2 separate regions of the Mus musculus genome follow, and region 2 is linked to region 1. Evidence: chromatin contacts called from public promoter capture Hi-C data. All regions are on one chromosome and are shown on one strand. Each heading gives the region's core, a stretch centred on a gene start, on an enhancer-like site or on the middle of the called end of the contact. The rest is flanking DNA. Distances are from core to core; before and after follow the strand shown. Region 1 overlaps Rora (RAR-related orphan receptor alpha). Region 2 overlaps Anxa2 (annexin A2).

What was found. Capture Hi-C pulls out chosen DNA fragments and counts their contacts.
Region 2: a promoter capture Hi-C map of adipose tissue shows a contact between it and region 1. The contact joins two enhancer-like sites. A contact is called at or near these places in 7 of 484 Hi-C or Micro-C datasets (CD8 T cells, Th17 cells, effector CD8 T cells and 4 more), 4 of 115 datasets of contacts at active chromatin or transcription factors (the SCID.adh cell line, effector CD8 T cells and embryonic stem cells) and 3 of 9 other capture datasets (adipose tissue, liver and pancreatic islet).

What each region holds. Positions count from the first base shown.
Region 1 is chr9:69,298,589-69,303,463 of GRCm38.p6, reverse strand. All of the region lies in intron 2 of Rora (RAR-related orphan receptor alpha), which reads right to left. Gm46153 (a long non-coding RNA gene) reads left to right here. Exons shown (of 2, transcript XR_001779364.2): 2 at 2,809-3,044. Among named protein-coding and RNA genes, the nearest start is that of Gm46153, 4.5 kb to the left of the region's middle. Within about 2 kb of position 1,888, at least 66 of the 459 cell types and tissues checked have an H3K27ac peak or open chromatin away from gene starts, as enhancers often do. A contact at or near this core is called in the SCID.adh cell line, adipose tissue and uterus, where this site is marked.
Region 2 is chr9:69,474,797-69,479,671 of GRCm38.p6, reverse strand. Anxa2 (annexin A2) reads right to left here. Exons shown (of 13, transcript NM_007585.3): 4 at 3,525-3,619. Among named protein-coding and RNA genes, the nearest start is that of Mir3109, 20 kb to the right of the region's middle. Within about 2 kb of position 2,036, at least 76 of the 459 cell types and tissues checked have an H3K27ac peak or open chromatin away from gene starts, as enhancers often do. A contact at or near this core is called in the SCID.adh cell line, adipose tissue and uterus, where this site is marked.

The sequences.
Region 1 (4,875 bases), core at 639-3,138:
CACACACACACACACACACACACACTAGAAACAGAGAAAAAGAAATCTGTGCAGTTGGTTTCATTAGCGTTTTGTTGTTAAGAAAGGAAGCCACTATACCATGTTATTAAAAAATTATCAAACGATCATGAATTAAAATCCCCCCTCAAAATAAAACCAAAACCAAAAACACCCGAAGAGACTAGTTCGGCCCCTGCCTGCAATTCCTCCTTTAAACCTTTCACACCATGAGTACTTGGGGTGCATTCTTTAATCGGGTGTCCTAATTCAGCGTCATGCAAATGAATACCCCCCTAGAGAGGCCTTATTATAATTCCCAGCCCTTGATGTCGACATAATCCCTACAGTTCCCTAACTTCTTGCTTTCTAACTTCTGTTTACTGATCCGTTGCTTCTGCAGGCTCAGTATGGCATCAATTAGTAACACTGTGTGTTGATTAAGTTTCCCCAGAGCCCAGAGAAGGCTGCTTTGTATTTATTAATGACTGCACTGGGCACTACTTACTATTTTTCAATAGCATTTAAAAATGAGTAAATTACTGAAGCTCAACTATAAAAGAATCTCACATTTCAAAGGCAAGGGGGTGGGGGGAGAGAAAGAGCGTATCATTTCAAACCATCCCTAATACTTGCATGGCTGGTTTTATTTTCAATGTAATATTCAAGGGGTGTGTGTGTGTGTCTTCAGCTCCTGACTCTTGTTCTAAGCTCAGCATTTTGGAATATACATGACATGAGTTGGGGAACAGGGACATAGACCCGGTGATTAATTAAGAGCTGGTTTAACAGGTCTAAATTTCATTCTCTCTCTCTCTCTCTCTCTCTCTCACACACACACACACACACACACATACACACACCTGTTAAGTACCACATGTCTGATTCAGCAAGACTCCACCCACAAGGTTAATGAGAGAGTGAGAGAGAGAGAGAAGGAGAGGAGGAGGAGGAGGAGGAGGAGGAGGAGGAGGAGGAGGAGGAGGAGGAGGAGGAGGAGGAGAGAAGAGAGATTGCAAACCGAGGTCCCAAATTATGTTGTCAAGGGTAATTCACCAACCAACTACAAGCTCACCCAGTTTAAACTGTCCTATTTGGTGGGGGATTTCATGTGGCATATTAGGTGAAGTTTGAGATGCCCACCTTGGTACCGAGTTTGCTGCCTGAAGGAAGAGGATCCGATCTCTCCTGTGAGGAATCTTTCCTAAGTAAATGGCAAGTGGTAGGAGGGAAATTGGTTCTCATTTGCCCTGCCTTAGGAAGTGAGGAACTGCAAGCCACATCCCCCCACCCCCCACTCCCCTAAAGGATCTGGCCATGAGGTAAAGCATTCCTCCCTTTGTCTTAAGCTCCCCTTTGATGTGCAAGTCACTGGTGGAGTAAACCGTGATGACTTTGATGTTGAACTTGGAGACTTTATTGTTACTAGCATGCCTATAAGGAGAGCCGCCAGTCACTTCTCACATCTGAACAACCATGTTCCTTTACAGCCCCTTTTTTACAAGCATCAAATCCTTAAATACATGTTTTCCCATTCCTGTTGATTACTATGCTATCTGTGGTGGGGGAGGGCTGTGCTCCAATGTAATTGCAGCACCCACGTTTTCTGTAAACACCCCGAGGCGAGGCATCGTCAGATGGCTGGTAACCAAACTCCCTCAACAAGAGAAGCTTAACTGCAAAACAAATTTCTAGCAAATAAAAACATCCCGAGAAACTCTCTGAGCCATTTTAGTAGTCAAAAGGAGGAGTTTGGTCAGTATTTCTCCTAAGCAACCATTTGAAACGACACAGAAACTGTAAAAGAGTTGGCGGCGGCGGCAGGGGCCTGCGGAGAGGCTGCCAAAAGTTTGAACCATCTTAACTCATTGTAACAACTTTGTTTCTCTGCAGTGGTGGAAACAGGAAACTTCTGTTAAGACGATTCTGCTGGATAGAAGCCTGGCTTTCCCTTTAAATTTCTACCCAACCAGAAACAGGCAATGTGCTCAGTCTTTAAAGGAGCTGTTGAAGATACAACTCTAATTTCACGTGCTGACTCCCATCAGATTTTTCTTTCCAAACTTTGTTTAATCACTTCTGGAAATGTCAAATATCATCCCCTCACCCCAACCCTCACTTACATCACAGGAAACTGGTGTCTAACAGACCCTTCTCCTTCGATCAACATTGTAATAAAACTCAAGTTCTTTTGGATTTCTGGCTTCAGATGAAGTAGGGACAGATCTCCATGTTTCCTTCTGGTTCTGTTTGCTGTTGTTGTTTTGTTTGTTTGTTTGTTTGTTTTTAAGCAGGTGGCCCAGGAGGCACAGCATTTCTGCCTGCTAATCACTGGGGAGAAATGGGGGGGTGTACTACATCTCTTAGGGATCTGGGGCTTTAGTGTGCCGTTGGGAATACAATCACGGTGGAATACAGTGGTTTAGGCTGTTTGGTGGTCTTCATTTTTCAGTTAATACCCCACTCCTAGGTTTCAACTCAACCATCAAAAATGGAAAAGGCTTTGGGCTAGAACTTGATAAAGCAGGGCTGTAATTTGCCAGAACTAAGTTTAGGCATATTTGTTAATATTAATGAAAGCCTTCTTGTTTTAAAATGTATTTAAATAGCTGGCATTAGTAATTACCTCTTTCTACCTTAGAATTTTCACTTCCAAAAGGAGCTGGTTAGCCGACTGAAGTATCTTAAGCAGTTATAGTTGGGGACAGGGAGTAAAGAAGTCAGCAGGCTTCTGTGTGCCTTTCCTACATCTTGAACGAGAGACCCCAGCCCACCTTTCAACTGTAACGGAAACATTTTTTTTTCTTATAGAAACATGAACTCTGGAAAAGACCTTGGCAGCTGTCAATCACAACCTTCTAATTTTACAAACAGGGCAAGAAGGCAAGCGAAGAAAACCTGCCAGTTACCATGCAGCAGATCCAGACTAGAGCCCATGCCTTCATCCGCTTCCCTCCACACGCAGGCTGGGGCTTTCCACTCCTCAACACCGTGTGGCAACTGGGGGCCCAGATGACTCATGCATCAAATAAAGGTGTTGAACTTAAGCGATTTCTCAATCAGAATCATCTATGCAGCTTACAATTTACCAGCACATGCGATCCACCAAGGCCATCAGACCAAAATCACCAGAATCTCAAATAGAACACGCACACACAAATACACATATATTGTTTAAAATTTGACTTTTAAGTACATGTCTGTGTGTGTGTGTGTGTGTGTGTGTGTGTGTGTGTGTGTATGTGTGTGGGGGGTATGTGCACATGAGTACAGGAGGCCAGTAGAGCGTGTTGGATTGGGTTGATTGGCCTGGCATGAGCACTGTGACTAAAACTCAGGTCCTCTGTAAGCAGTGTGAAGTTTTAAAAGCTCCAGCTCTCTAATCCCTAAGAGCCTGTATACCTTGAAAGTTCCATCCTGTCTAATATACTGACAATACTGGGTGCTGAGAGACCAGAGAGCCTCTGAGATCCGTTCTAGGCCTGCTGCAGGGCGTTTAGCAAGGTTTGGGGAAAGCCTGTGACTGAGCTCTCTTTTTGCTCATCCACCAAGCCATCCTACTTCTGTCAGACTGGTTGTGCTGCTGGAGTTACCTATATGAAGGCAGCTGGCATGTTTACTCAAACATTACCCACCACAGCATACACTCACCAAGGACACAGACTACATATGTCATGGTCACCACTGTCTGAGTAGCCCACAGCATTGAAGCTGCCCCAAGCAATGGGGTAGGTATATTGCACAACCACCTCCCAGGGCCAGAGTCAGTTGGAGTGTTGTCTGCCTCCACACCACTCAGAGTCCAACTTTACTGGCGTTTCCAGATGAAAACTCACTCTACACAAAAGGCAGGGTGTCTGGTTATTGGAATCAGAGACAGGGTGTCTGGTCATTTGGAGTAGGAGGTAGGATGTCTGGTCATTAACCCCACTCCCCCAGCTTGGCCACTGCAGACACACTGAGAGGATGCTTAGGCCGGAGAAAGGCCCTTTTGTTCATAGGAAGTGCTGAGGAAGAGCTTAGGAGTAGGGAATCTTTACTTTGTTGCTGAAAAAAATAACATTAAATTAAAAAAAAAAAGATAGAAAAGGTAACACAGGAAAGACATTGCTGTTTCCATTAGAGTTGGCTGGACTCTGTGGCCAACTCCCCCACCTGCTCTGGGAGATTCAGTTCCCACATACAGGTCTGGAGTCAATGTTGCAAACAGAGGCCAGAACTCCAGACAGTGTCATTCAGGAAAAGGAGTAGAGAGCTTTGCCATTATCATAAGCGCCCTTATTGGACTGCCTAGACTGCCTCAGGACCCTCTCCTGTTTAGGTCACGTGGGGTTAAGAGATCTGGGGGTAACATTCCACCCACTTCCTCCTTCATGCTAGTGTTTAGCAAGGCCACAGAAAACGATTCCAAGTGTGGCTGTTACTGAAGTGATGACAGAAATCCCTTACATTGGGTTCCCATCTCTATTTCTCTTCAGAGGACCCCGAGGAAGCCTGTGTTTACCCTAAGATCATTCACTGTTGGAGCTTCGCTTTAGACCTCAGTTAGGAGGCCAGAATAGGGCTTTCCAAACTGATCTAACCCTCACGACCATCAAAAGAACTTTTGTGAATACTGACTCATTGGCTTTGGCCCAGATCACCAGAAACAGAACTCTACACAAGATAAATGCCTTCCATGTGATGGCGAGGACTGATGGTCTCTAGGAACCACTGAGGGAGTAGAGCAGCCCACCGCCTACCCCAAAGCTGACAGCTTAGAACACAAGGGTGTAACAATTGAGGCCCAAGGATGCCCGCCTGTATCAGAAACACCCAGGATGCTGATTAAATCCGCCCTCGGGGCCCGACCCAACACTGACTCCACCATGCCATCTC
Region 2 (4,875 bases), core at 787-3,286, 180 kb before region 1:
AAGGGAGATGTCTCAGAGCTGCTTGGAACCAACGTCCACTCTGGAACCAGCGAGACAGAAATAAGATGGCTCTCTCTGAAAAGCAGGCTGTGTGTGAGTCTTTGACCACTCTGCCGTTTGGGGAGAACTTCCTCGTCCCCTACATCAGACCAGGAGGGCAGAAACCACATGGTAAGGGAATCCACTAACACCCAGGCTGATCACTAGGTAGCTGTAGCTGATAGCTCCTGAGAGGAGAGCTAAGAGTGGAGTCTCAGGGAGATTTCCAAGTCAAGCTGAAAAGAAGTGAGGTAGAAAGACCAGTGGAGTCCTGCAGGTCTATAGAGGTCCCAGGGAAGGCGTTTGTGATGCTGCTCTAGGGTGGGACCTTGTAGCCTGGAGCTAGCTGTGCTAGCGAGGCCGGGGGTGGGGGGGAGGGTGCTGAGCTTTCCCTATGTAAAACACCGCACCTCGCCCTGAGCCATCTCCCATCTCCTCCAGGTTGGGGCGGTGATGAATATGATGTGAACTCCAGCCCCTCAGAGTCCCTTTCAACTTCCTGTTGGACAGTGTCATCATCACGCCACTATCATCATGAACACACAATTTTAATAAAGTCGGAGGTCTGAGGCAGCACTCAGATATGTAGACAGATATCCTTAATTCAGGGTGGCTCTTAAAGATATTTCCTCGGCGACTGGATACTCACCAGCCATGGGAATGGACTAGGCCACAGCTGCACTGAACTGAACTGCATTTATTTTTATGTGGGGTGTGCGTGTTGCATGTGTGTGTGTGTGTGTGTGTGTGTAGGAGCATATGCGGGTTAAGGTCACAGAACAAGCTTAGTTGTCATTCCTCAGGTGCCCTCCACTTTCTGATTGAGATAAGGTCTCTTGTTGGCCTGGAACTTGGCCCTGTAGGCTGGCTGGCCAACAATTTCTGAGGCTCCACAAGCCTCTAAAGGTAACATACAGCAAGTGTCAAGAAAGTCAGACCTGGCATGGATGCGAACAAGCATTAGGCCCAGCCCATTCACCTCCTCCTTCTGGCTGCTGATGCCCTAACCATGCATGGGAGGTAGGAAGGTCTTTCTAAAACAACACATACCAATTATAACACCAGCTTTCCAAATTGGAACCCTGAGGTTAAGTGACTCCCAACTTGGTCTGTCCTTGACACTCCCCCTCCCGCCCCCACCCCCATCTCTGCTCTCACCTCAGGGGACATCTGGGGCACCTACTGGATTTTTCCACTTTGACTTGAATTGCTCAGAATGCCCAGTATAGGACTCAGCACAAATAAAAATCCCAGAAGGGATCAATAGAACAACAACTGTTCTCTGCATAGAGAAACCTTGTGTCTAGCACTAGTTTGAAGGGACAAAGCATAAAATGCAAACTTCCTCCCTGTGTCCCTCTTTTACTAGCTGTGACAGTATCTGCAGCAGCTCACCACCTGGGCAGGGTCCCTCTGTCCCTCTAGACCAGTGGTTCGCAACCTTCCTAGTGCTGCAACCCTTTAATAGGGTTCTTTGTCCTGGTCAGAAAGGCCACGGTGATCCCAGCCACAAAAGTATTTTTGTTGCTACTTCATAACTGTGTGTTTGCTGCTACTCTGAGTCATCAGGTAAACATCTGTTTTCCGGTGGTCTTAGGCGAGTCCTGTGAAAGGGTTGCTCAACCCCTGAAAGAGATCATGACCCACAGACTGTGAACCACTGCTGCAGACCAGTCTTGACAAACAGTGCACCTAAAACAATACTAGGACGTCCTTTTAGAAAATTACCTCAGGCAGTTGCGGCATCTTCCTGTGACAGATAATCACCCTGGACCATTAAGTATCATCAGGGCAGTGGGCTGTCCTTAGCACGCGCTAATGCCTGTGTGTTTGCTGACCCTTCTCATGATTCTAATAATGTGTTTACTCCAACAGGCTCTGCAGGATCTGCGTTCTCCAGCTACCTAACATGAAGCCAAGCTCAGTGTGCACACACAGTTCCAAGGCCACACTGAATGAGCAGTTATTTCCTTCAGTCCAGAATAGTGGATCTCCTGTTCCAACGGGAACTTGGCTCTTGCAGCTCTCAGATCCTTTGGGACAGCCAGAGACATAAAACACTCCCTTCTGAGCCTCACTGCAGAAGATTAACACACGTCATCCCGTGAAAGGAGAATTGTAATGCATGTGGGATGAAGGGAGCTAGCTGCTTTCCCATTTACGTCCTTTCCCAACTGCTTTGGAGCACGGAGGACAGAGCTTCAGCCAGGCTTGACCTGGAACTCCCAGGACCTGGTGGTCACGCCAACTCCAGGGACACACAGTTTCTCCTGGCATTCTTTCAGGTCAATGCTACTGTAGCGGGGAGTGAAAGCCTCAAGTCAGGCGGGAGCCGCATGAGGTCACCCTGATGGCACTGTCCGAATATAAGTCAAAAGCTTTTAATAGCAAAGCGTTAGAGATTAAGTAGCATATCCTTAAAGGTAAAATGTCCTAGTGCTGTGGGAAACTAAGGTGGACAAGACGGGGCCTGCTTTAGCCACGAGTGGACGAGCAAAGGGAAAACACACACAGAAAACTCCATAAACACTAGGAGCGAAGCCTATTGAAGATAGCAGGCTGGACCACAGCACTTCAGCCACGATGAATCTGATAAAGAAGCTGTGTGTGTGTGTGTGTGTGTGTGTGTGTGTGTGTGTGTGTGAGATTTAGAGCTCTCTGAATCAGCTAAATTGACTGTCTGGGGAGCCCCAGGAATCCTATCTAGCGTCCCTAGCACTGGGGTATTTAGCTCTTTTAACGTGGATGCTGAAGATTGAACTCAGATACTCATGCTTGTGTGACAAGCACTTTACCAACAGAGCTGTCTCCCCAGCCCCTCAGTGTAAATGAGAAGCACACGTTAGGACTCACGCCCAGTGGAGGAAACCATTCTGAAATTACATTCACAACATCTGACGAAGAAGCCAGAGAAGCCATGAGAGGAAGTGAGTTGCTACCTAAGCACAGCAATGACAGAGTCAGCACATAACCCGTGGGACCATTGCTTCTCTTCCTTGTCGTCTATTCCAGAATGCCTCCCTCGTGTGTTCCAGGATGTCACCTTTCCATTCTACCTCCCACGGCTGTACCTATGAAAGCAGCAACCCTCTCAAGGATATAAGAGGGAAACCTTGGACATCCAAGAGTTCTAGAAGGATCCTTTTGGTTAAAGAAGATCCACAACTCACAAAAAGAAAAAGTAATGTTGGACGGGGTAGGGGTGGAGAATGGGTTAGCAGGTAATGGTGCTAAATGTAAAAAAAAAAAAAAAAAAAAAAAAAAAAAAAAAAAAAAGCCAGATGTGGTATCCCCAGCATTTCTGTGACAAGATAGAAATTGAAGACAGGGGAATCATCTGGAAGCTTTAGGGCCTGCCACCCTACGGTATGCAGGGCAACACAAACAAGGGACACACACACACACATATTAATTAAGAACAGAACAGGCAATATCTGAGAACATTAACTCAACAAGGCCTGCCCTCCACACTAAGGTTCCAGTACCTTTTTGGTCCTTCTCTGATAGGCGAAGGCAATGTCCTGCCTCTGCACATTGCTGCGGTTTGTCAGGATGTTGACAATGGTGACCTCATCCACTCCTGTGGAGAATCAAGTTATGAACAGTTACCCCACCACACGCTTTAGGAGACGTTCACACAGTGAAATCCACATACTCTCTCCCCAACCCAATACTAGAATGTCACGACTAGCTCATCCCTCTTCCTGACCAAACACAGGCACCCTCATTACCTTCTTCCCCAGAAAGCCTTGGACCTTGGGCCTCAACCCTTTAAATATTTGCACTTAAAAAGCTATTTTATTCATAAATTGGTTTCCAAAATCAACAGTGGGAGGTACACGTGTGGAACTCTGGCAGTCAGATGGAACGAACAACAAAGATTTTAAATGAAGGTCCCCAAATTGCCACTTAACTGGAGAATTAATAGACAGAACCTTCAAAATGAATTAATAGAGACAATTATTTATATTTATTGCAAGATTATGGCTGTATAAATGGCTAGGTATAATTTTTATAATTATACCAGCTGTCATGACAAATGAGTCAGGCTTAATATGGCAGTTATATTTTAATAGCTAATTGATTAATAGAACCACACTTATTGAAGATGAGATTGTCTCACAAGGAAAGTATACATCCTGTGCTTTCAATCTTCAATAGGTGACTTTAATAATCAATTTTACAACTGTATTAAAAAAGAATAAGTGCTTTAATCTAAATTAAATCTAAATTGGGAGTTTTGAAGTGCCACCCAAATGTTTCAGTACCTATTTTAATTGGAACATGTGTATTTACAAAGATAAGCAAGGTTCGAGGTATCTGAAAGTTTCCAATTTTTATATCAGAAATATTCCTCACATGTCATTTAACTCAGCAAAGCTCAGTTTTGAGGATTCAGGCAGCAAGAGAGCTTTCCGCTGTCTGACTATGAACTTTGCTCAATAAAAGGAAAAGCCTTTGCCATGACTGGTGGGCAATTCCAGAGTCCCTAAGCACAAAAGGTCACTTACAGACTGCACCCAACTTGTCTTACAGAAAGTCAGAGGCATCCCAAAGCACTTGGAGCTCAGAACTATGATGTTTGGGCGGCAGAACAATGAACAGTTGGACAGTGGAAGCATCCTGATGCTTCACGCGCATTTACAACGTGATAATTTCCGGGTATAAAAAGAAAGATGCTTTAAAACATTCATGTACTCATTTCCAAGTGGGGTCACGTACTAATAAATGTCTAGCACTCCACTTAGATTTTAGAGTAGTCAGTGTGAATACAGTGTGAATACAGTGTGAATACCCTATTGCTAGACACTGAGGTGGGTTTGAGGATACGGATTA